Linked DNA regions of Mus musculus: regions 2, 3, 4, 5 and 6 are each linked to region 1. Evidence: chromatin contacts called from public HiChIP or PLAC-seq and promoter capture Hi-C data. All regions are on one chromosome and are shown on one strand. The core of a region is the stretch at or near the end of the contact, and the rest is flanking DNA. Distances in the headings are between cores, read along the strand shown. Region 1 holds the start of Ndufa6 (NADH:ubiquinone oxidoreductase subunit A6). Region 2 overlaps Tcf20 (transcription factor 20). Region 3 overlaps Tcf20 (transcription factor 20). Region 4 holds the start of Cyp2d40 (cytochrome P450, family 2, subfamily d, polypeptide 40). Region 5 has its middle 70 kb from the start of Cyp2d40. Region 6 has its middle 18 kb from the start of Cyp2d34.

Region 1 (3,670 bases), core at 589-3,088:
GCTGGGACACAGAAAGGACACAGAGCCTGCCTCTGAGGGTACTCAGTGATATCAAGTGAGTGGGCATAGCGCATGACAGCAATTCCTACCTCCTCCAAACCTCATAAAGGTCGCTGAATCACGACTATGTACCTGTAGATGGCCAAAACTAGAGAATGTCTTGGTTTATATGCACATGAAATACTAGTCACGACAGAAAAGACTACATTTTAGACCTTAAAACAAGTCTGAAAAACTAAATTTTTTAAATAATTTATCTGTATGTGCGTGTGTGTGTGTGTGTGTGTGTGTGTGTGTTCATGTGTGTATGTGTATAGGGACCACATTATGCAGGTGCTTAATAGAGGCTAGAAAAAAGGTTACTGGGCCCCTTAGAGCTAGTTATGGTAGTTGTGAATCATCCAACATGGGTCTATAAAGAAAGTCCCAGGTTAGCCAGGTTTCAAAAAGGAGGGGAGAGAATAAAAGAAAAAAACAAAAATCAATAATGTGGTGGTTTGGGCCCCATAAGTTCATGTGTTTGAATGCTAGGTCCCTAGTTAGTGGAACTGTTTTGGGAAGGACTAGGAGGTGTGGCCTTGTTGGAGTATGTGGCCCTTGTTGAAGATGTGTCACTAGAAGTGACTAGAGGCCGGCCCAGTCTTTCTCTATTGTAAGACCTCAGCTGCTGCTTCAAGGCCACTCATGCCTGCCTGCTGCCATGCTCTCCTCCATGAGAGTTTAAATGCTGTGTGCTGAGCATATCTGTGTGCATTGTACTTTGACTGGAAGTACTGTTTGTTCAAATCACCACAAAAATATCCATAAAAGCATGGTGCACTTACTATATTAGAATGTCGTTAGGCAGCAATTCTTCAGCTTTTATTTATATAGCAGCGAATATATATAGATATATACCATAGAGTATAGATATAGATTAGATACAGAGGTAGATATAGCTTCCATGGTTTGGGATGTAAAATCCCTAGTCTAAAATGGAAATGATTAGGCTAGGTGAAGTAGCACTAAGGAGACTGAAGCAGGGGAAATGTGGAGTGCAAGGTCAAATGTAACTGCGGGGCTGGAGAGATGCCTCAGTGAGTGCTTAAGCACTCTAACTGCTCTGCCAAAGGACCTGGGCTCAATTCCCAGCTCCACAAAGCAAATCATAACCGTCGGTCCCAGAGGAATCCATAGCCTTCTTTTGGCCTCCATGGACTCCAAAAAGCACACGTGGCGCACACCTATACAAACATCCAAAACACCCACACACATTTATTTACAAAAAGGCAACCGCAAGTGCTGTGGGCACAAACCTGCAGAGGCAGAGAAATCACTGCAAGCTCTGAGGCCAGCCTGGCTGGTCTACGTAAGTGAGTTCCAGGCCAGGCGCAGTGAGACGACAACTCAAAACAATGGCATGAAGTAAGTAAACAAACGGGGCTGAGAAACGCCAAAAAGCTCAAGCCAGAGGCGCTTTTGCGATCGACACCATGTCTACAAGAAAACGGTTTTCCGGAAGCACATACACAATATGCTCAGCAGTACGCACTGTTGCTGCGGAAAGACTGCCATTGCCGCCTGGCACCGTTATCTATGCCCGAGGTCTTCTCCTCCGAGCCTGCCAACCACGGCGCCTGGCTGAAGGAACAAACTTTTGGTAAGAGCAGACAGAGCGCCTCACCGCTGCCTGAAGCCTCGACGCTGCGCCTCCTGGTGGTTCCTCAGCGCCGCCGTTGAACGAGCCAACCCCGGATCGGTGTTTCCGCGGTAGAGCATGCGCATTGCAGAGCCCGAGGCTTCCAGCCAATCAGAGAGCCCTAGTCCAGTCAGTCCTTCCCTCTGCACTGCAGGAGGCACGGCAGCGAGTCCCGTGGCACCGCGCGTGCGCACGCTGAAGGGGCGGGGCTTCCTCGGCAAGATGGCGGCCGCGGCCACCGGCCTGCGCCAAGCTGCTGCTGCGGCAGCCAGTACCTCGGTGAAGCCCATTTTCAGTCGCGACCTGAACGAGGCCAAGCGGAGGGTGCGCGAGCTCTACCGCGCTTGGTATCGGGAGGTGCCGAACACCGGTGAGAGGCAGGGGTGCATTCGGGGCGCCGGAGGCACCTGCCCAAGGTCTCTCGGCCGAGCTGAGGTCACGTAGTGGGACAGAAACGAGCCCTGGGCTTCGGGGGAAGGGGGTCACCCGAGCCAGAGTGCCCCACACCGGGACAGGGCTTCCGAGCGCCCCAGTTGCTTTGGTGGCCTTTGTTCCTTATTTCTTATGGAGCCCCTGGGAGGGGCGTCCGCGGTCCTGAGCTAGCCCCGGGTGCTTCTTGAACCCAGCTTTACAGTTCCAGAGAAGGTTCTAGATGCCCATTCGATTTTGTAACTAAAGTGGCGAAGGGCTTTAGCAGTTATCTGTTACTTAGTCTGGAGAACAAACTGCATCACGAGAGGGAAACGACTTGACGAAGGTCACCCAGTAGCTGCCTGCTGCCCTTTGAAGCCTCCAGACGAAATGGCCCCTCAGAGCTCCCCAGCTTTGCTCACTAGATCAGCTTGCCCCAGAATTTTGAAGTCTAACCCCCTTCTGCTGCAAAACACGCCTTTTCCCGTAGGTGGGAGAATCTAGTCTGTTCACCTGAGTGGCGAGTGTGAATCTGCAATCTTGGTTGTCTCCCTCAATGCTGCCACTGTAGTGGATTTTAAAAGGGGGTTAGCGAGAGTTCAAATGTCCTACATATGTCAGGGACATCTTTTGTTGTTGAGTAGACATGTATTTAACTTGAGCTGATCTGAGGGGAAAGGCGTTTTCCAATGAGTAACAACAGCTCCACAGCACGCCTCAGCACTGCTTGAGAGGCAGCCACACTGTCCTCAGTTTCGACCTTTATTAGCTGTGTGACCTTGGGTAAGATTTTTCACCGGTATTTGCTCATCTGTGAAATGGCCATAATACTGTCTTCTTCCGGGAGTTACTGTATTAAATAGGTTACTTAAGTAACTGATATAAAACTCGGGGGAGGCACTGATGGGAGAAGATTCCTCTTAGTTATTAGAACACAGACTGGAGAAAAAACAAAACAAAAAAACCATGCCCACCTCAGGCTGGAGTTTACCTGACAGTAGTTATAATACTGCACCCTTCAGTCTCTGGGCCTGATGCTTCACAAATACTAAGATTCTGAGTGACGGGTTCTGTCTCAACTTAAACTTGTCTCAGTTTGTCATTGTACAGTTCTTTCCTGAAATCCCTGTGTGCGCACTGACCTTGGTGACAGCTCTCTCAGAACCTAGCCTAGTGTTCACCATTTCTGCAATCACTGAATTGGAGTATAACAAAAGATTCAAACCTGATTTAGACACAGCATGATTTTGTCTGTGTTTTTGTGACTTTTTGTTGTTTTGTTTTTCTGAGACAGCGTCTCACATTGTAGCCTTGGCTGGCCTGGAACTTGCTACGTAAACCAGGCAGGCCTTGAACTCAAAGAGCCATCTGCCTCTGTGCTACCACACCGGGCTTGGTTTTGTTTTTGGGTGTTGTGTTTTGGTTTGGTTTGTTGTTTTTTGTTTTTTTGAGACAGGGTTTTTCTGTATAGCCCTGGCTGTCCTGGAACTCACTTTGTAGACCAGGCTAGCCTCGAACTCAGAAATCCGCCTGCCTCTGCCTCCCGAGTGCTGAGATTAAAGGCGTGCGCCACCATGCCCA
Region 2 (3,670 bases), core at 326-2,825, 500 kb before region 1:
CTACATCAGGTGGGGAATGGCAGGATTCTACTTCCATGGAGACATCCCAGCAGAAAGTTTTTTCCTGAGGCATCGAGGGTTCTTTAAAGAACTGGGTGCTGGGCTGGAGAGATAGCTCATCAGTTAAGAGCACTGACTGCTCTCCCAGAGGTCCTGAGTTCAATTCCCAACAACAACATAGTGGCTCACAACCATCTGTAATGGGATCTGACGCCCTCTTCTGGAGTGTCTGAAGACAGCTACAGTGTACTCATATTAAATCAATCAATCAATCAATCAATCTTAAAAAAAAACAAAACAAAACCAAAAACCGAATGCATTGGAGAGAATAATGCTCTTAGATGATGACAGAAAGACAACAAAAGTTAATACTAGTTTTCAATAAAAGTGAGGTCACCAGCTTTCCAAACCAGGCTGGAGAGAACAGTCCACAACTGGGACTGGAATGTGTAGACTCAAAGTCCTGGACCTTATAACTACTCTTTTGTGGTCTCTTGCTCTTGGTGGCTCTGAATTAGGTGGTCAAGAGAGGTACTTTGAAGACAATTTTATGTCAAGAAGCAGTCAGATCTGACTTATAGGTGACTACAGTATAAGGAATCCATAGTAATACCAAGTTGAGTGTCCCAGAGTCACTAGTCACCATAAGCAGGCGATTTTGAGGAACTAGCTTTGGTTCTCAGGATGGGTCTTTGTCTTGGAGTGATTGGAGTAGTCTTGGACACCTCCTGAAACAACTGCTCCGTCATTATCTGAGGCTCCTCAGCTTAAATTAAAAGAGCTTTTGTCACCCCACAGTAACTAAAGATTTATTTAAAAAATGTCTTTGTTTGTAATAACATTCCAATATTTACTCCAGTTGAATTTGTAAGACTCATTTATCTAATGAAGTTTTTAAAGACTATATTGAATGTGTTTGTGTATTCCTAGTATTTTCTTTGTTGTATTACAGATTCCTTCATTCTTTAGACCATTTATCTGCTTACTTGCATTATTAGAAATTGATAGAAAAAGGAGATGGAATTTAAGCAATCAGCTTTATCTGGTCACTGAGTTATTTATCTAGGCTTGATCTTTGTGTCAAGCAGATGCATGTCTCATGCTTTTTCTTTTTTTCCCTTTCTAGGAGGGCTGCTGGCCTGCTGCTGTGCTGCTGAACAGTATGCAGTCGTTTCGGGAGCAAAGCAGTTACCACGGAAACCAGCAGAGCTACCCACAGGAGGTGCACAGCTCATCCCGCATAGAAGAGTTCAGCCCTCGCCAGGCCCAGATGTTCCAGAATTTTGGGGGAGCAGGTGGTGGTAGTAGTGGCACTGGCAGCAGCAGTAGCGGTCGACGAGGAACAGCTGCTGCAGCGGCAGCAATGGCTAGTGAGACCTCTGGCCATCAAGGCTATCAGGGTTTCAGGAAAGAAGCTGGAGATTTTTACTACATGGCAGGCAACAAAGACACAGTGGCAGCAGGAACCCCACAGCCTCCTCAGCGAAGGCCTTCTGGGCCTGTACAGAGCTATGGACCTCCCCAGGGGAGCAGCTTTGGCAATCAGTATGCGAGTGAGGGTCATGTGAGCCAATTTCAAGCACAGCACTCTGCCCTTGGTGGTGTGTCTCATTATCAGCAGGATTACACAGGGCCTTTCTCTCCTGGGAGTGCTCAGTATCAACAGCAGGCCTCTAGCCAACAACAGCAGCAGCAGCAGCAGCAGCAACAGCAGCAGCAGCAGCAACAGCAGCAGCAAGTACAGCAGTTGAGACAACAGCTTTACCAATCCCATCAGCCTCTGCCACAAACCACTGGACAGCCAGCCTCTGGCTCATCGCATCTACAACCAATGCAGCGGCCCTCAACTCTGCCATCTTCTGCTGGTTATCAGTTAAGAGTAGGTCAGTTTGGACAGCACTACCAGTCTTCTGCTTCCTCCTCTTCCTCCTCCTCCTTCCCTTCTCCACAGCGTTTCAGTCAGTCTGGACAAAGCTATGATGGCAGTTACAGTGTGAATGCTGGATCTCAGTATGAAGGGCATAATGTGGGTTCTAATGCACAGGCTTATGGAACACAATCAAATTATAGCTATCAACCTCAGTCTATGAAAAATTTTGAACAGGCAAAGATTCCACCAGGAAACCAGCAGGGGCAGCAGCAGCAACAGCAGCAACCACAACCTCAGCAACAGCAGCCGCAGCAACAGCAGCAACAGCAGCAGCAGCAGCAACATCCTCCCCAGCATGTGATGCAGTACACAAATGCTGCCACCAAGATGCCTCTGCAAAGCCAGGTTGGGCAGTACAACCAGCCTGAGGTTCCTGTAAGGTCTCCCATGCAGTTCCACCAGAATTTCAGCCCTATTTCTAACCCTTCTCCAGCTGCTTCTGTGGTTCAGTCTCCAAGCTGTAGCTCTACACCTTCTCCTCTCATGCAGAGTGGTGAGAATCTCCAGTGTGGGCAAGGCAATGTGCCCATGAGTTCCAGAAACCGAATTTTACAGCTAATGCCCCAGCTCAGTCCAACTCCATCAATGATGCCCAGTCCTAACTCTCATGCTGCAGGATTCAAAGGATTTGGATTAGAAGGGGTGCCGGAAAAGCGGCTGACTGATCCTGGGTTGAGTAGTTTGAGTGCTTTGAGTAGTCAAGTGGCCAATCTTCCTAATACTGTCCAGCACATGTTACTTTCTGATGCTTTGACACCTCAGAAGAAGACGTCTAAGAGGCCCTCATCATCATCTAAGAAAGCAGATAGCTGTACAAACTCAGAAGGCTCCTCACAGCCTGAAGAACAACTAAAGTCCCCTATGGCTGAGTCATTGGATGGAGGTTGCTCTAGTAGTTCAGAAGATCAAGGTGAGAGGGTGAGGCAACTGAGTGGCCAGAGCACTAGCTCTGACACCACCTATAAGTGTGGCGCTTCAGAGAAAGCTGGCTCCTCACCAACACAAGGTGCTCAGAATGAGGCCCCTAGGCTCAGTACCAGTCCTGCAACTAGGGACGAAGCTGCCTCTCCAGGTGCTAAGGACACATCACTGTCATCTGAGGGGAACACAAAAGTCAATGAGAAGACAGTTGGGGTGATTGTCTCCCGAGAAGCCATGACAGGTCGGGTAGAAAAATCTGGTGGACAAGATAAAGGCTCCCAGGAGGATGATCCTGCTGCCAGTCAGAGACCACCTAGCAATAGTGGCGTAAAGGAAATCAGCCACACATCACTTCCACAGCCAGATCCTCCAGGAGGAGGGAGCAAAGGAAACAAGAATGGTGATAATAATAGCTCTAACCACAATGGAGAGGGGAATGGCCCGAGTAGCCACTCCGCAGTAGGCCCAAGTTTCACAGGCAGGACTGAGCCTAGCAAGTCTCCTGGAAGTTTGCGCTATAGTTACAAAGAGAGTTTTGGGTCAGCTGTACCACGAAATGTCAGTGGTTATCCTCAGTATCCTTCAGGACAAGAAAAGGGGGATTTTGGCAGCCATGGAGAGCGAAAGGGTAGAAATGAGAAGTTCCCAAGTCTTCTACAGGAAGTGCTTCAGGGCTACCACCACCATCCTGACAGAAGGTATCCTAGAAGCGCACAGGAACATCAAGGGATGGCTAGTGGCCTGGAAGGAACTGCAAGGCCTAACATCTTAGTCAGTCAAACCAATGAATTAGCTAGCAGGGGCCTTCTGAACAAGAGT
Region 3 (3,670 bases), core at 539-3,038, 460 kb before region 1:
TTGGAAATTAACTTTGACAGTGACTATTGTCATTTTAAACATACAGAGAAATTTTTTTTAAAAATTTATTTATTTTATATATGTGAGTACAATGTCTTCAGACACAACAGAAGAGGACATTGGATCCCATTACAGATGGTTGTGAGCTACCATGTGGTTGTTGGGAATTGAACTTGGGATGTCTAGAAGAGCTGCCAGTGCTCTTAACCTTTGAGCCATCTCTAGCCCAATAAAAACATTTTAATGGAAACCACCTATTTTCTTCAAGAGAGTCACGGCTATATTTTTGTAGAATTCTTTTAAGGCTTTTCTTTTAATGAATATAAAACATTTTAATGAAATTTAGGGCTGGAGAGACGGCTCAGTGGTTAAGAGCACTGACTGCTCTTCCACAGGTCCTGAGTTCAATTCCCAGCAACCACATGGTAGCTCACAACCATCTGTAATGGGATCCAATGCCCTCTTCTGGTATGTCTGAAGACAGCTACAGTGTACTCATAAATAAATAATAAACCTTTTTTAAAAATTAAAGTTTATTTATACATTTATATGTCCTGGTTGTTGGGGGTGATTTTTGTATCACAGTATCATGGTTATTTACCCATAGCATCAACCACTTTAAAATACTAGGGTTTGTTTTGTTTTGTGACTGATGCCATGTTAATGTACCATAGATTATTTTGGATGTCAATGTTTTCCTATTAGGAACTACAGTGTGGTCCAAGAAGCAAAGAATATGAGGAAAACAATTGCGTGTCTAAGATGCAGATCTAAATGGTCTTAAATGTTCAATAACTTGAAATCCAGGTACAGCCAAAGCTCCTGGAAGGGAGTATAGGGTCTCCAGTTATCATGTGGGCGCCCCATGGCAGTTCCCTGGATAATCCACTAAACATAATAAAGCTAGGGGAAATACATATATGTCCAATGGCATCTGGCTTCTCCACAAGTACTGTTGGTTTATTTTATATAAAAGAGTATTGCATATATACATTTGAAACTAGGAAGGAAATAAATCAGTATTGAGGCCCCTTACATTTATGTGTATCTGTCCAACCAGTATAGCCATACTCAGTTAAGCATACATTCTAATCTGACTGTCTTGTTTTGTAGATTGTTTGCTGCATGAGGAGAATTTCTCGGTGAGGTGCCCCAAGCACAAGGTGAGTCACTGACCCCTGCACTCTCAGTGGAGCTGGCTATGTAGCTGGGAAATAGGGGTAAACCCCAGACACTGGGAGGCTTCACCCGTGCCCGTTCCCTATGCTGTAGCTGTAGCCTTCTCCTGGCCTTTGGAAGGTGGCGTGTCACTGAACTGAATGACTCCCTGGGGAAGGGGCCCAACAGCCTTTGTGGTAGGTTGGGAAGAGGTTTAGTTTTTTGAGGGGAATGTCTGTGATTCAGGAGTAATTAAATATCAGACCCAATAAAACTTACTGCTTTGTACATGAGTTTTAGTAGAACTCTATCTAGTTTGTGGATCTGGTTAATGAGTTGGTGCAAGGCCTGGTCTAGAAACATCTATCACACTAGTAAGTAGGCCAACTCCAGAGCCTGGGAGAAGCCCTCATTCTCTCTCAAGTAGTGCAGCAGAAGCAACCCAGCGGTGTATAGGTGATGGCTGCTGCCGGCCCATTTCCCAGTGTGGTGAATGCTCACTTCCTTTAGGAAAGGTGAAAAGATGAGACTTGTACCCATTCCTGCGGTACAACAGAAAGCATGGGATGGGATGAAGGAGGAGGGCAAAGGTGGAAACTTCTGCTGCCCTGCTGCCCCTGTTTTCCTGTACTTGGATCTGTGTAGCTGAGGTCACACTGACACCTGGTGGTCATTGGCGCTCAGTCTCCAGAAGGGCTGGAAAATACTAAAGGAGTCATCTTTAGAGGACTGTCCTCAGAATGTTCCTGACAGATTATGCTTGCTTTTAAGAATAATTCTCAGAGATGGGTCTTAGGATCAGACAGTATTCTCTTTATTTTTACTTATAATCATGTTTTACCTCAGCAAGCCCAGTCTGGGTGCCTCCTGTTTGTCATTCAGTACTGACTCTGCTTTTTATTTCCTTTTCCATGTGCCATTCCTGTCCTTTCGTCTACCCTTCCTGGTTCCCACACACTGTATTTCCTGTTCTGTCCCTTTTGTCTTGTCTCTTGGCTTTGGCCGGCATCAGCCTCCCCTTCCATGCCCTCTCCCCCCCTTGCAGAACAAGACCGCAAAAGGCAGCCTCAGCACAGAGCAGTCCGAGCGGGGGTGAGGGGGGAAGTGTGCACGTGGGAATGGACAGCAAGCACAGGTGAGTTGGGGCCTGCTGAGCTCCCACCACCTCCTCACCCAGCTCCGTGTGTATCTGGCCTCTGGCCTCCTAATGGCTCTAGGCTGCACCACCAGCTTTTAGTCATGTGGATTAATAAAGCAATAACAGAACAGCTTTTTATTTTGTTATTTAGCTTCCTGAATGTCTGCAAGAAGGCTTCAGAACTAACTATCCACTGCCAATTGGAGTCAGGACAACTTTTCTAAAGTTAGCCCTTAGTGAAGAGCTGACAAATGAGCCTATGAGTGATGGTCCTAAAGGCAGAGCTTCTAAGACAACCCTGTGGGTGGGAATCTTCTGCCAGGAGCCTGGTCTTTTGACTCTTGCCTTAGTGGAACCTAACCAGTGGTCACTTTAAAAACAAAACAAACAAACAAACAAAAATCCTTAAATTTTGGTAAGGCTTATATACTATGTTTGTTCGTTTGTTTTTGAAAAGAAAAAACAAACAGAATATTTTCCAAATTTTATTATTTGTAATCTCACTCCAGTATTGTGAAGAATTCTTTTTTTTTTTTTTTTTTTTTTTTTTTAAAAGCAAGCCAGGCAGTGGTGGCGCGCACCTTTAATCCCAGCACTTGGGAGACAGAGGCAGGCGGATTTCTGAGTTCGAGGCCAGCCTGGTCTACAGAGTGAGTTCCAGGACAGCCAGGGCTACACAGAGAAACCCTGTCTCAGCACCCCCCCCCCAAAAAAAAAAAGGCAACAAAAAAAACAAGGCAAATGAGATTTACTGGACTTTCATCATCCAGTTTCACTATATTCTTAATGGTGTCAAGGTATTAAACTGTGATGGGTGTGCTCACAGCCATAAGAATGCAGCTTAGTGGAGACGGGGTCTGGAAGCTTGCTTTGTCCTCTCTGCCCTGCATGTCACTGAAGGATGAGAAAAAGTAGGCTGAAGAGAATGGAACTTACATGGCCAGAGGCCTTGTTGCTCCAGTGGGCAGAGGTACTAGCTGTCTCTGAGGGATAATTCTCTAAATAGGGTCCTCTGTTCCTACAGCCACAACAGGCTCATTCTCTGTTGGGTTTGCCCTCTTCCCTGGTTAGACTAAAATCTAGGAGGTTTTTTATTGTCATTTTCTGGAAAAAAATCATAAATTTGAAAAACAGTTGAATCCATCTCAGAGTATTTGGCTTTCCTCCTCCATGAAAATGTTTGTTTAATTGGTAGTTCATTTACTGACTTCAGAGAAGGCTGCTTGCACCTTGCTGTGCCATAGGTCTGGATTCAGATGTGGGCTCCCTAGAAGGGATGCAGGGTGCTTTGTTATAGTGCTTTTTGTCTTTGCCTGCCTCTTGTGAAAGGTTCATGAAAACCACCTACTTGCTCTTGGGGCACAAGGTCCTACC
Region 4 (3,670 bases), core at 389-2,888, 410 kb before region 1:
ACTAACCCATTCTGCACTGGAGGCAATATCCTGTAAACACCACTGCTTGACTAAGATAATGGCATGTATGACACAGACAGGGAGAGATGAGAGTCCCAATGTGGTGTCCCAGCTTGGAGAGGCAGGTTTAATATCAGGCACCGAAAGTTTCTTTGGGAGTTTCCTCGAGCAAACCAGGAGGAACCTAGCATCCTGAGACTGTCAGTGACCTGAGCAAGTGTCTTCCTAATCCACATTCTGACCATGAACCATGCTGTTGTCCTGACTCCCATGCAGGTCTTTTTTCAGGACTGGTAGGGGCTCAAGAAAGACCTTTGTATTGGTTCAAACCTATGATGCCGTTCTAGGGAAATGTGTTCTAGGGAAATGTGTTGAGCAGGGCCAAAAATCATGGATAAGAAAAAGGCTTACAGGATTCAGGCCTCCAATAAGCATATAGTCACCCACAAGCTCCAGTGACTCAGAGGTGGTCAGTGCTAGGGTTGCACAGGCAGCAGAGAGGAGGAGGTCCGTGTGTACTCATTGCTGTTGGGATGCATGGTGTGGACTCTGCTCAGCCCATGCCTCCCTTCTGCCAGGTACAGCAGAGAGAGCATTAGAGAGCCTATCTAATAGGGTTGCTCTGGGTCTTCTGAGACTTTGATCTTCAGAGATCTGGATCCAGCAAGGACATGGACTGAGCCTCTGTTGACACTCGCAAATGGTGAGTTGGCATGTGTAGTGTGCCCAGCAATTCCCGGCACAGAAGCGCCATTTGTTGGAAGACTTAGGAGTCATCTTTCCTTATTCCTCATAGCAGCCCAGCCTGACTCGTGTCCTCTGGCCCTAAGACAAATGTTTCTTACCTATGTTCACGTGGAAGACTGTTGCCAGGAGAGATTGAACCACCAAGAAACATAGGTTAACTAAGAGACTGAGGCCAGCATGACAAGAACCTGACCCAATTTAGTGACCCCTCAAAATTCTCAGACCATTGCTCAGCTTCCTCAGACTGGGTTTGAGAAATCCCATATTGTATGTCTTGCTCCCTAATCAACTGGTGTCCTGTACTGAAGATGCCACTGCTCCAGATGCACTTCACAACTCACTCACCAAGGGGGATCTAAGTACCTTCCCACCACTGGCCCTCACTCACCCACAGGAATCTGAGCTGCTCTCCCCCAATGCTCTTCCAATGCCAAGAGGGGCTCCAGCCTCTTTCCCTCAACTGTAGAAGACAGCTCCCACTGCTCACACACCCACAGACGCCACTGACTGGATGCCACTCAACCCTTGTGTCCTCTCAACAAAGTGTTCTGTGAAGGTCTAGGAGGTCTCATTTTTCTCTGAGGCAATGTTCAAGCTCCCAAAGCTTTGAATGTGAATTGTATCTGAAGATTTTTCAGCACTCAATGATCAGACATCTGCCTACCATATTTAGCCTAGCAGAATCAGCATGCTCAGCTCGTGGAATGGACTGATCATCTCTGGCCTGTCTCTACACTTAGCCAAACAAAACACAGGATTGGGGTTGGGGGCAGAGGACAAAGGGCAACCTGGACACTCCTTTATAAGGTGGTAGGATCCAAGCTTGGGTCTTCCTGATCCAAGGTGTTTGATGGAGTGTTGTTCATTGGCCTAGGTGAAGCCTGGGAAGCAGTGGGGCAGCCATGGAGCTGCTGACTGGGACTGACCTGTGGCCTGTGGCCATATTCACAGTCATCTTCATATTACTGGTGGACCTGTTGCACCGGCGCCAGCGCTGGACTTCTCGCTACCCACCGGGCCCTGTGCCATGGCCTGTGCTGGGTAACCTGCTGCAGGTGGACCTGGATAACATGCCATACAGCTTTTACAAGGTCAGTGACTTAGTGGTGTATCTTTATTGTGCTAATAGTGTCTGTAGTGTACACAGTGAAGGCCAAGCCACAGGTCCAACAGCGATCTGGAACCTCTAAACGGGCCAAGTTTGCTGATTTCTGGTTGCATCCAATGAATCTCTCTAGGGCAACGGATATGGGGGTCAAAGTCCAGAAGATGAATCAGGATGTGAGAGCAGGGTTCAGTTTAGTTGTAGAGATCATCAGCCATACAGGTTCCAGGTCTGTTATGGTCCTGTCAAAGATGAGGTCTTACCATTATGCAAGGTATAGTTAGCATGTCAGTCAGGACACTGAGTGCAGAGAGCAATGTGGCTGCCTGAATCTTTTGCTGCTGCTGTGTTCTGCAGCCTCACTGCCCATCTCAAGGAACCAGAGTTTCTTCATGTGTAATGAAATGCTAAGGAACTCCAGGACAGATTTCTGCCTCTTGCAAAGTCAACACTGGGAAGTCACATCTACTGTGATTCCTTTGCTGAACTTAAAAGATAAGACACTGCAGTGGTAGGCAGTCTCATGCCCGGGAGGGAGCTCTGTGAAGAGCATTTCCCCAGGATACATGAGGAGCAAGGTTCAACAACAGAAACAACAACAACAACAACAGCACACACACACCAAAACAAAAACACACACAGGTGGGCACACACATGTTTATACAAACAAATACACGGTAGAACCCACATGTGCACACTCAACTCCTTGCCCATGTTTGTACAGTGACCCTGGTTCTATGATATGTGCAAACCTACACTTCCTATGTGCTCTGTCCCTTTACTTCTTCAAAACCACTATGGTGACATGTTCAGCCTGCAGATGGGCTGGAATGCCATGGTCATTGTCAACGGACTGAAGGCAGTACAGGAAGCACTGGTGACCTGTGGCGAATACACTGCTGACCGCCCTGAAATGCCCATATTTCCACACCTAGGCTATGGACAAAAAGATAAAGGTACAGTGCAGTGTGGTGGCAGAGATGACATTAGAGTCACACAATGGGGACAGTGAGCAAAGGAAGATCAGGGTTCGATGTAGGTGTTAATGGAGTTTAAAAAAATCCAACAAAACATCCCTGAAATCCATTGTGGAGCCCCTTTAGCATGGTGGGAGATGTTCGTAGTAGAAAAGGGTGAAATAATGAGGGACAGTGATCTCAGAGGAGAAGAGAAATGAAGTGGGGAGAGGGCAGCACAGCCAGGTCTCCATGGTTACACACTGATGTACCTTCAGGTTTGGTCCTTGCACCTTATGGGCCTGAATGGCAAGAGCAGAGGCGATTCTCTATGTCCACGATGCGCAACTTTGGCCTGGGCAAGAAATCATTGGAGCAGTGGGTGACAGAGGAGGCTGGTCACCTCTGTGATGCCTTCACCGACCAGGCTGGTGGGTGATGTGTGTGGAATGCAAGTGGGGATAGGGAGACAGCAACAATATCCTGACTTTTTGTTGCATCTCCACACCCAGGTAGTCCCCTCAATCCTTACACCCTCCTGAACAAAGCTGTGTGCAATGTGATTGCGTCTCTCATTTATGCCCATCGCTTCAAGTATAAAGATCCTGACTTCATAAAGATGCTAAAAGTATTGAAAGAAAACACGAGGGAGAAAATTGGCTTGATTCCTGAGGTAGGATGGTCAAGGGAGTCTGTAGAGTGACTTCTGTGCTGTTCATTTTCTTAGAGATGTAGACAGGGGATTTGGAAAGGAGACTTCTAGAATTGTCAACCACAAAAATAGAAGTGTGGAGCCTTTAAAGCCTGCAGCAATGGGAGGGGAGAAGTGGAACAAAGTCAGGGCTTCTAGAAGCTGAAATCT
Region 5 (3,670 bases), core at 624-3,123, 340 kb before region 1:
TTCCAGGACTGTTTTGATAAAACCACAAAGTGAGGTTGTGGCCTCATTGTCCTAATAATAAGTGACAGTGGGCATTGTTTATGTGATTGTTGGCTGCTTGTCTGCTCACTTTGCAGAAATGTCTGTGCAAGCCTTTGGCTCATACTTCCTACAGATGCCTGATATACAATTTTGTTTCTGACTCTTATTGTCTAGTCAGATGTTTGGAGTGACATTAGTTTCTTCCTCTTATGGATTGCTTCTCTTCTTCCCTTGTAACAGTGAACTTGTTAAAGAGTATTTGGTTTAATTTGTTTATTTATTATATATGTGTAGGTGGATGGGTGTGCCATGTGTGTATGCAGAGGGAGTTGTTTCTACCATAAGGAGTTAAAACACACCTTCTACTGTGTGGCTCCAAAAGCTCAAACTCAGACTGTTTGGATAGGTGGCTAATGTTTATCCACCAAGCCATTTCATCAGCCAGGTAGTGACCTGTGACATGGATGTCTTTAACTATTACAAAAACCCAGTTTGGCTTTAGTTCTTGGATGCTTGGGCTATGTTCTTTGTGACCAGAAGTCTATTTGGATTGCAGAACAGTTTTACAAACCCCATCTACTTCTTTAGAATGGAGGTTGGTCAGTGTCATGATCCTGCTCAGCAGTCCCCTTTCTGGGCATTTTAGAAATACACAAAATACTCCTCCAGGAATTATCTATGAGGTTGATTCTCAATACTTTGCACTGCATTTCATGCCAAGTGAATCATTTGAGGCATTGATTCTGTGCTTTGAAATTTCCTAAGTAATTGACCATGGTAATGAACCATAGTCTCACTGGGACCTCATACCATGAGAGGTACAATGAACGTTCAGGGATGAAAGTGTAACCAATGCTAGCCAATCTCAGCCATCAATTCTCCAAATATAGGTTTCCCAAGACAGCCCTCAAGAGTCACAATCATCCTGAGTAAATTCCCACTTCTGAGAATGCTTATGAAAAGAAAAATACCTAGAGATGGCTCTTAAACTCACGTTGGTTATTATTTCACTGAAAGGCAAAAAAGGGAAATAAACAGTGCACAAGACAGAGTTCAGGAGAGATGTTCCCATGTTCCATCTGTCCACTTCCAGAGAGTCCAAAGGACAGCAATCAATTATCTGTACACATGACTGCAGAGAATTGGAAACATGGGAGACCTACTGCCCACTGATGTCCAGGTTCTCAGTCCCAGTTTCCTGTTGTGGACATGGCACCCAGTCAGCACCTCTGCTTATCTTAGATAATGTCATGCATGACACAGACAGGAAGAGATGAGAAGTCCAATGTGTTGTCCCAGACCAACATGCAGGTTTAATCATCTGGCACCAGAAGTTATTCTACTAGGGTCCTGGAGCAAACTTGGAGGAACCCAACAGCCGGAGTCTGTCAGTAACCTGAGGAAGTTGTTTCCCTAGTCCCCTTTCTGATCATGATCCATGCTGGTGTCTTGCCTAACATGCAGGTCTCCTTTCAGGACAAATTGGGGCTCAGGAAAGTCCCTTGTCTCTGTCACAACATATAGTACCATTCTATCAAAACATGAATCTTGATTGGGCAGGGCCAAGAATCATGGATAGAAAGAGGGAGCAGGCTTAGAGGATTCAAGCCAGCAATAAAAATGGAGTCACACACAGGCTCCAGTGATACAGACATGGTCAGTGCAGGGGAGGTATGGACAGCTGAGAGGAGGAGAGTGGTGTATAGTCCTTTCTGTAGGGTTGCATGGTGTGGTCTCTATTCATCCCCTGCCTCCCTTCTGCCACACAGAAGGTGCATCAGAGATATCCTACCTAGATTCCACTGGGACTTCTGAGCCTTTGATCTTCAGAGGCGTGGATCCAGCAAGGGCAGGGACTGAGCCTATGCTGACCCTAGTGAATGGTGAGCTGGCATGTGCTGTGGCACAGCAGTGCCCAGCACACAAGTACCATTTGTTGGAAGACTCAGGAGTCATCTTTCTGTTTTCCTCAATATAACCCATCCTGACCACAGACCTTTGGCCTGAAGAGAAATCTGCCTTATCTATGTTAATGTGGAAGACTGTTGCCAGGAGAAATTGACATACCAAGAAACAGAGGGTGAATAAGACAGATGCCAGCATATGACAAGTACCTGAACCAACTTAGAGTCCCACCAAGATTCCCAGACCATTTCTCAGCTTCCTCAGACTGGATCTGAGAAATGTGGCATTTTATATCTTCCTGTCTGATCAACTGAGTGACTATAGACCTGTACTGAAGATTGTAAATACTCTAGTTCTCTTGCCCTAGTGGCCCTCACTCACCCACAGGGAATCCAGCTGCTCTCCCCCATGCCCTTTCCCTTACCCATAGGGGTTCCAGCCTCATTTCCGCTAATGCGGGAGACAGCTCTGACAGCTCACACACCCAGAGAAGCCATTGACTGAATGCCAGTCAACCCCCATGTCCTGCCAAAAACCAAACAAACAAAAACCCTACTCTACAAAGTACTAGAAGGTCTCATCTCTCTGTTAGTTGTGTCATCAAGCCACCAAAGCTTTCAATGTGTACCATACCAGATGATTTTTCTGCACACAATGATCAGATCATCCACCTTGAAGCAGCGGTCCACTGGACATTTACCTACCATGCTCAGCTGAGCAGAATCAACTTGCTCAGCTCGAGGGAGAGACTGATCCTCTCTGGCCCCTCCCTACACTTGGACAAACAAAACACAGGATTGGGCTGGAGGCAGAGGACAAAGGGCAACTCTGGCACTCCTTTATACAGTTTCAGGATGCAAGCTCGAGGCTTCTTGATCCTATGTGTTGTATTGAGTGTTGGTCACTGGTCTTTGGGAAGCTTGGACAGAAGTGGGGCAGCCATGGAGCTGCTGACTGGGACTGGCCTGTGGCCCGTGGTCATAGTCACAGTCATCTTCATATTACTGGTGGACATGTTGCACCGGTGCCAGCGCTGGACTTCTTGCTGCCCACCAGACCCTGTGCCATGGCCTGTGCTGGGTAACCTGCTGCAGGTGGACCTGGATAACATGCCATATAACTTGTACAAGGTGAGTAAAGTAGGGAAGGATGGTAACTGATGTCATAGTGTCCTTAGCAGCACATAGTGGAGGTTAAGAAACAAGTCATACAGGGATCTGGGCCACCAAGAAGAGACAGACTTATCAATTTTTTGGTGGTAGCCACTGGGACCTTCTAGAGCAAAAGTTTTGGAGGTCCAGGAGGTAAAGCAGGATGTGACAACAAAGTTCAGTCTAGTTGGGGAGGGCAGCAAGCATAGAGGTGACAAGTCCCTTATGATCTTGTCAAAGCCGAGGTCTTGATCTGCTGGGAGGTCGAATGCACTGAACACTGAGTGGAGAGAGGAGATGTGACTGCTGAATCTCTTACCACTATGTGTTCTCTGGATGCATTGCCCATCTGGAGGAAACAGATTTTCTTCATGTGTGATGAAATGCTAAGGGTCCCCAGGACAATTTTGTGGCTCTGGCAATGTAACAACTGGGTGGTCACATCTACTGTGATTCCTTTGCTGAACTTAAAAGATAAGACACCACAGTGGTAGGCATCCTCAGGCTGGGGATGGAGCTTAAGAATGAACATTTTTCTTGGATATATGAGGAAGAAGGTTTACGCACACACATCCATGTGCATGCACACAAAC
Region 6 (3,670 bases), core at 713-3,212, 280 kb before region 1:
CAATTTGGGGGACACTGAGAAGAAGAAGATTAGGGCATGATGCAGGTGGTATTGAAGTTAAGAAATTCAAAAACAAAGTCCCTGAAATCCATTGTGGAGCCTCCTAAGCATGCTGGAGGGTGGTAGAGATATGTGTTGGGGGATGGGTGAGGTTATGGGGGCCACTGATCCCAGAGGAGAAGAAAAATGAAATGGGGAGAGGACAACACAGACAGGTATCCTTGGTTACACACATATGCACTTTCAGGTGTGGTCTTTGCACCTTACGGGCCTGAATGGCGAGAACTGAGGAGATTCTCTGTGTCAACCCTGCGCAACTTGGGCCTGGGCAAGAAATCGCTGGAGCAGTGGGTGACAGAGGAAGCTGGCCACCTCTGTGATGCCTTCACCGCCCAGGCTGGTGGGTGATGTGTGTGGACTGCAAGTGGGGACAGGGAGACAGCAACAATATCCTGAATTTTACTTGCATCTCCACTCCTAGGGAGTCCCCTCGATCCTTACACACTCCTGAACAAAGCTGTGTGCAATGTGATTGCGTCTCTCATTTATGCCCGTCGCTTTGAGTATGGAGACCCTGACTTCATCAAGATGCTAAAAATATTGAAAGAAAACATGGGAGAGAATACTGGCTTGTTTCCAGAGGTAGGAGACTCAAGGGCAGCCTTCAGATCAACTTCCCTGCTTTCCATCTTCCAAGAGGAGGCTGTAGACAGGAGATTTGGAAAGGAGACCTCTAGAAGTGTCATCCACAGGAATAGGAGCCTGAAGCTTGACAAGCATGCAGCAATGTGAGGGGAGAAGAGGCCCAAGATTAGGCCCTCTAGAATGTGAGAAGCTGGGCCTCTGCTCACAGGGAAGCCACCAAAGCCTATGGGATTTCCACCAAGGTGCTGCTAGAGGCTGAAGGCATGGACTAAGAAGGAGTCAGGTGATGGGTGGGAACACATAGGGCCCGTGTCCATCATGGAAGAGGCTGGTAACTAAGACTGGCCGAGATCAACACTAAGCCTATGTACCCAGGAGCCAGAGAGATGGTTAGTGGGTAAGGAGCTTGCCAGGCAAGCAGGGTGCTTGAGTTTCAATCCTGGATGCCACGCAACTGACTCTCTATGGTTTTCCTGGACCTCAACATCTTTGTTGTGTCAATAGCACTGCTCACATCATTTGCACATGGAAACACATTGAAATAATGACTATTATTACTGAAGTTATTTCTTACTTATTATTGTTATTTTAACTAATTATTTACTCAACTCGTTAAATTAAAGGCAGCAGGAAAACTTACCATATTCTATGGTTGTTACAGGTTCTGAACACATTTCCAATTCTCCTGCACATCCCAGGGTTGGCTGACAAAGTCTTCCCTGGGCAAAAGACATTTCTCACCCTGGTAAATAAGCTGGTGACTGAGCACAAGAGGACCTGGGACCCTGACCAGCCACCTCGTGACCTGACTGATGCCTTTCTGGCTGAAATGGAGAAGGTGAGAGACTCTGCAATCTGGTGTCCATTGCGCTGTGAATAACCCAGTGACACTGAAATGTCACCACCTAAAGTCATCAGGAGAGTGTTATGGGGCCTTCCAGTCTCTCCACTGAGTCTACTGCTTTTCTGTGTCCTAGGCAAAGGGGAACCCTAAGAGTAGCTTCAATGAAGCAAATCTACGTCTGGTTGTCTTTGACCTGTTTGGTGCTGGGATTGTGACCAGTTCAATCACTCTGACCTGGGCCCTGCTGCTCATGATCTTGCATCCAGATGTGCAGCGTGAGACTGATGGGGCTGGGAAGAAAGGAGGAGGAGGGTAGAGGCACAGTTCTTAAGCTTACTTGGGACTCTTGTGGCTCCCAACACTGGTTTAACCCAGACTCCAGCAAGGGTGATGGTCACCTTTCTCCCATGGGCTCAGCCCTTAACAGAGCAGTAGTAGAGGGACAAAGGACACCCCTCTGGTGTTCCTTTTTCTAAGTGGTTGTTGCCTTTCCAGGCCGAGTGCAAGAGGAAATCGACGAGGTCATAGGGCAGGTGCGGTGTCCAGAGATGGCAGACCAGGCCCACATGCCCTACACCAATGCTGTCATTCATGAGGTGCAGCGCTTTGCAGACATTGTCCCAATGAACTTGCCACACAAGACTTCTCATGATATTGGAAGTACAGGGCTTCCTTATCCCTAAGGTAGGCCTGGGACCCTCCAATGTCTAGTCAGGGTTGCTAGCTCTCTAATGTCTGAGCTGTCCACTTAAGATAGGACTGGAATTTAGGCTACCCAGTTCTCCATGCCACAGAACCAGCTTCCCCAGGTAACTATGGGAAGAGAAACAGTAGCAGGAACTGTATACTGGAAAGTCAAGTGGTAACAGCCACTACCTACAAATACAGGTGACAATGTGTATATCTGTCACTTATCACATATTCATGTCATAGTATTAATGACAGCTAAGAAGTCTCTAGGGCTAAGGTTATATGAAAGGATCCAGTCTGTGAGGTAGAGACCATGCATGTGAGCTTGGTGATCAGAGACTAGACAACCCCACCCCAGTCCAACCTCACACCATGTGCCTTCTGCCAGGGGACGACCCTCATCCCCAACCTGTCCTCCGCGCTAAAGGATGAGACTGTCTGGGAGAAGCCCCTCCGCTTCCATCCTGAACACTTCCTGGATGCCCAGGGCCATTTTGTGAAGCCTGAGGCCTTCATGCCATTCTCAGCAGGTGCCTCTGGGGTGCCTGGCTCCCTGTCTCTCCCCGGGGTGCCTTGGAGGGTGGAGCACTGTGGGGCATCAGGCCTGGGGAAATAAAGGGGGTGGGAGAGAACCCGAACTGGACATGGGGGACTGCCTTGCACTCTCTATGCCGCCCGGGTGAGCGTCTGGCTGTGGGAAGCTATGAACCTCAGTTCAAGGGGGGGCAGAGAGGAAGCAGTCCAGGGTCTCTGGGCCTCATGGAGGCCAGAGACGACAGGTTCTCAGTCTCACACATCCCAGATGTCACTGTATGTCGTGTAAGAGCTGAGAACAGGCCCTCAGATGGACTCTGGCCGGGGGCCGGAGGGAGGGTAAGGGGAGAGCCCTGGCAGTTTACTGCAGGGATGAGAGAACCTGACTAGTTCAGGCTGCTAGCTCGGTGGGTGCCTTGGGTTGGCTGGCGGCCATGGCTGGAGTGCAGGAAGGCCTTCCAGTGGGAGGTTAGATGTGGCTCTTTAGAGGAACGCCTACTCTGTTTCCCCAACACAGTGAGTCTCAATGAGCAGAGATTGTCTATGGTTTTAGAGCTTTATTGTAGAAAAACAGGGAGAAAGAGAGAAGGTAGAAAGAAATAGGCCAGCCATAGCCAAGTGGAGAAAAACCGGAAGGGAGGGGCTGAAGGAGAGCTAGAGATAAGATTAAGAGACTGTGGGAGCTTAAGAGAACAAGGAGGGGCCAAGCAGCCCCTTTTATAGTGGGCTGGGCTATCTTGCAGTTGCAGGGCAGTTGTGGTAAGAAGCATACCTGGCTATAGCCAGATACTGTGGGGATGGAGTCTAGCCAGAATACAAGGAGTTTGGGGATGTGACTGGTAGTCACAGGATTATGGAGCTGGGGGCTCCGTGGTGTCAGGCACCTATGTCTGTTTGGGAGAATGGCTCACTGCTCTGTAGAGTTTCTACTGAGTCTCCAGAGTAAGTCTCACCTGA

Evidence for each region. Promoter capture Hi-C pulls out the DNA fragments that hold promoters and counts their contacts. HiChIP or PLAC-seq counts read pairs in DNA pulled down with a chosen protein or histone mark.
Region 2: a contact with region 1 is called in an H3K4me3 HiChIP or PLAC-seq map of stem cell-derived neural progenitor cells, with 4 times the contacts expected there. The contact joins the enhancer-like site here to the promoter of Ndufa6 in region 1. A contact is called at or near these places in 4 of 39 promoter capture datasets (the HPC-7 cell line, embryonic stem cells and trophoblast stem cells) and 6 of 115 datasets of contacts at active chromatin or transcription factors (embryonic stem cells, extraembryonic endoderm stem cells and stem cell-derived neural progenitor cells).
Region 3: a promoter capture Hi-C map of trophoblast stem cells shows a contact between it and region 1, with 5 times the contacts expected there. The contact joins the enhancer-like site here to the promoter of Ndufa6 in region 1. A contact is called at or near these places in 12 of 39 promoter capture datasets (the 3T3-L1 cell line, the C10 cell line, the HPC-7 cell line and 8 more), 2 of 15 datasets of contacts at CTCF or cohesin (the NIH/3T3 cell line and large pre-B cells), 7 of 484 Hi-C or Micro-C datasets (cerebellar granule neurons, cerebellum, cerebral cortex and 4 more), 21 of 115 datasets of contacts at active chromatin or transcription factors (astrocytes, bone marrow-derived macrophages, craniofacial prominence and 10 more) and 2 of 9 other capture datasets (embryonic stem cells and liver).
Region 4: a promoter capture Hi-C map of liver shows a contact between it and region 1, with 2.2 times the contacts expected there. The contact joins the promoter of Cyp2d40 here to the promoter of Ndufa6 in region 1. A contact is called at or near these places in 5 of 39 promoter capture datasets (the 3T3-L1 cell line, cranial neural crest, embryonic stem cells and 1 more) and 8 of 115 datasets of contacts at active chromatin or transcription factors (embryonic forebrain, embryonic hindbrain, embryonic stem cells and 5 more).
Region 5: a promoter capture Hi-C map of liver shows a contact between it and region 1. The contact joins the enhancer-like site here to the promoter of Ndufa6 in region 1. A contact is called at or near these places in 3 of 39 promoter capture datasets (cranial neural crest, embryonic stem cells and liver), 1 of 484 Hi-C or Micro-C datasets (liver), 4 of 115 datasets of contacts at active chromatin or transcription factors (embryonic forebrain and embryonic stem cells) and 1 of 9 other capture datasets (embryonic stem cells).
Region 6: a contact with region 1 is called in a promoter capture Hi-C map of liver, with 3 times the contacts expected there. The contact joins the enhancer-like site here to the promoter of Ndufa6 in region 1. A contact is called at or near these places in 2 of 39 promoter capture datasets (both in liver), 4 of 484 Hi-C or Micro-C datasets (all in liver) and 5 of 115 datasets of contacts at active chromatin or transcription factors (differentiating embryonic stem cells, embryonic stem cells, hepatocytes and 1 more).

The regions. Positions count from the first base shown.
Region 1 is chr15:82,352,459-82,356,128 of GRCm38.p6, reverse strand. Ndufa6 (NADH:ubiquinone oxidoreductase subunit A6) reads left to right here and starts at 1,838. Exons shown (of 3, transcript NM_025987.3): 1 at 1,838-2,048. The coding sequence starts at 1,901.
Region 2 is chr15:82,854,741-82,858,410 of GRCm38.p6, reverse strand. It overlaps Tcf20 (transcription factor 20), which reads left to right. Exons shown (of 5, transcript NM_013836.3): 2 at 1,127-3,670. The coding sequence starts at 1,163. Among named protein-coding and RNA genes, the nearest start is that of Tbrg3, 42 kb to the left of the region's middle. Within about 2 kb of position 1,575, at least 50 of the 459 cell types and tissues checked have an H3K27ac peak or open chromatin away from gene starts, as enhancers often do. A contact at or near this core is called in stem cell-derived neural progenitor cells, where this site is marked.
Region 3 is chr15:82,813,104-82,816,773 of GRCm38.p6, reverse strand. Tcf20 (transcription factor 20) reads left to right here. Exons shown (of 5, transcript NM_013836.3): 4 at 1,114-1,163. Among named protein-coding and RNA genes, the nearest start is that of Cyp2d26, 21 kb to the right of the region's middle. Within about 2 kb of position 1,788, at least 18 of the 459 cell types and tissues checked have an H3K27ac peak or open chromatin away from gene starts, as enhancers often do. A contact at or near this core is called in epiblast stem cells and trophoblast stem cells, where this site is marked.
Region 4 is chr15:82,762,090-82,765,759 of GRCm38.p6, reverse strand. It overlaps Cyp2d40 (cytochrome P450, family 2, subfamily d, polypeptide 40), which reads left to right and starts at 1,638. Exons shown (of 6, transcript NM_023623.2): 1 at 1,638-1,838. The coding sequence starts at 1,650.
Region 5 is chr15:82,692,199-82,695,868 of GRCm38.p6, reverse strand. No RefSeq gene overlaps it. Among named protein-coding and RNA genes, the nearest start is that of Cyp2d40, 70 kb to the left of the region's middle. Within about 2 kb of position 1,873, at least 9 of the 459 cell types and tissues checked have an H3K27ac peak or open chromatin away from gene starts, as enhancers often do. A contact at or near this core is called in liver, where this site is marked.
Region 6 is chr15:82,637,078-82,640,747 of GRCm38.p6, reverse strand. It overlaps the pseudogene Cyp2d13. Among named protein-coding and RNA genes, the nearest start is that of Cyp2d34, 18 kb to the right of the region's middle. Within about 2 kb of position 1,962, at least 6 of the 459 cell types and tissues checked have an H3K27ac peak or open chromatin away from gene starts, as enhancers often do. A contact at or near this core is called in hepatocytes and liver, where this site is marked.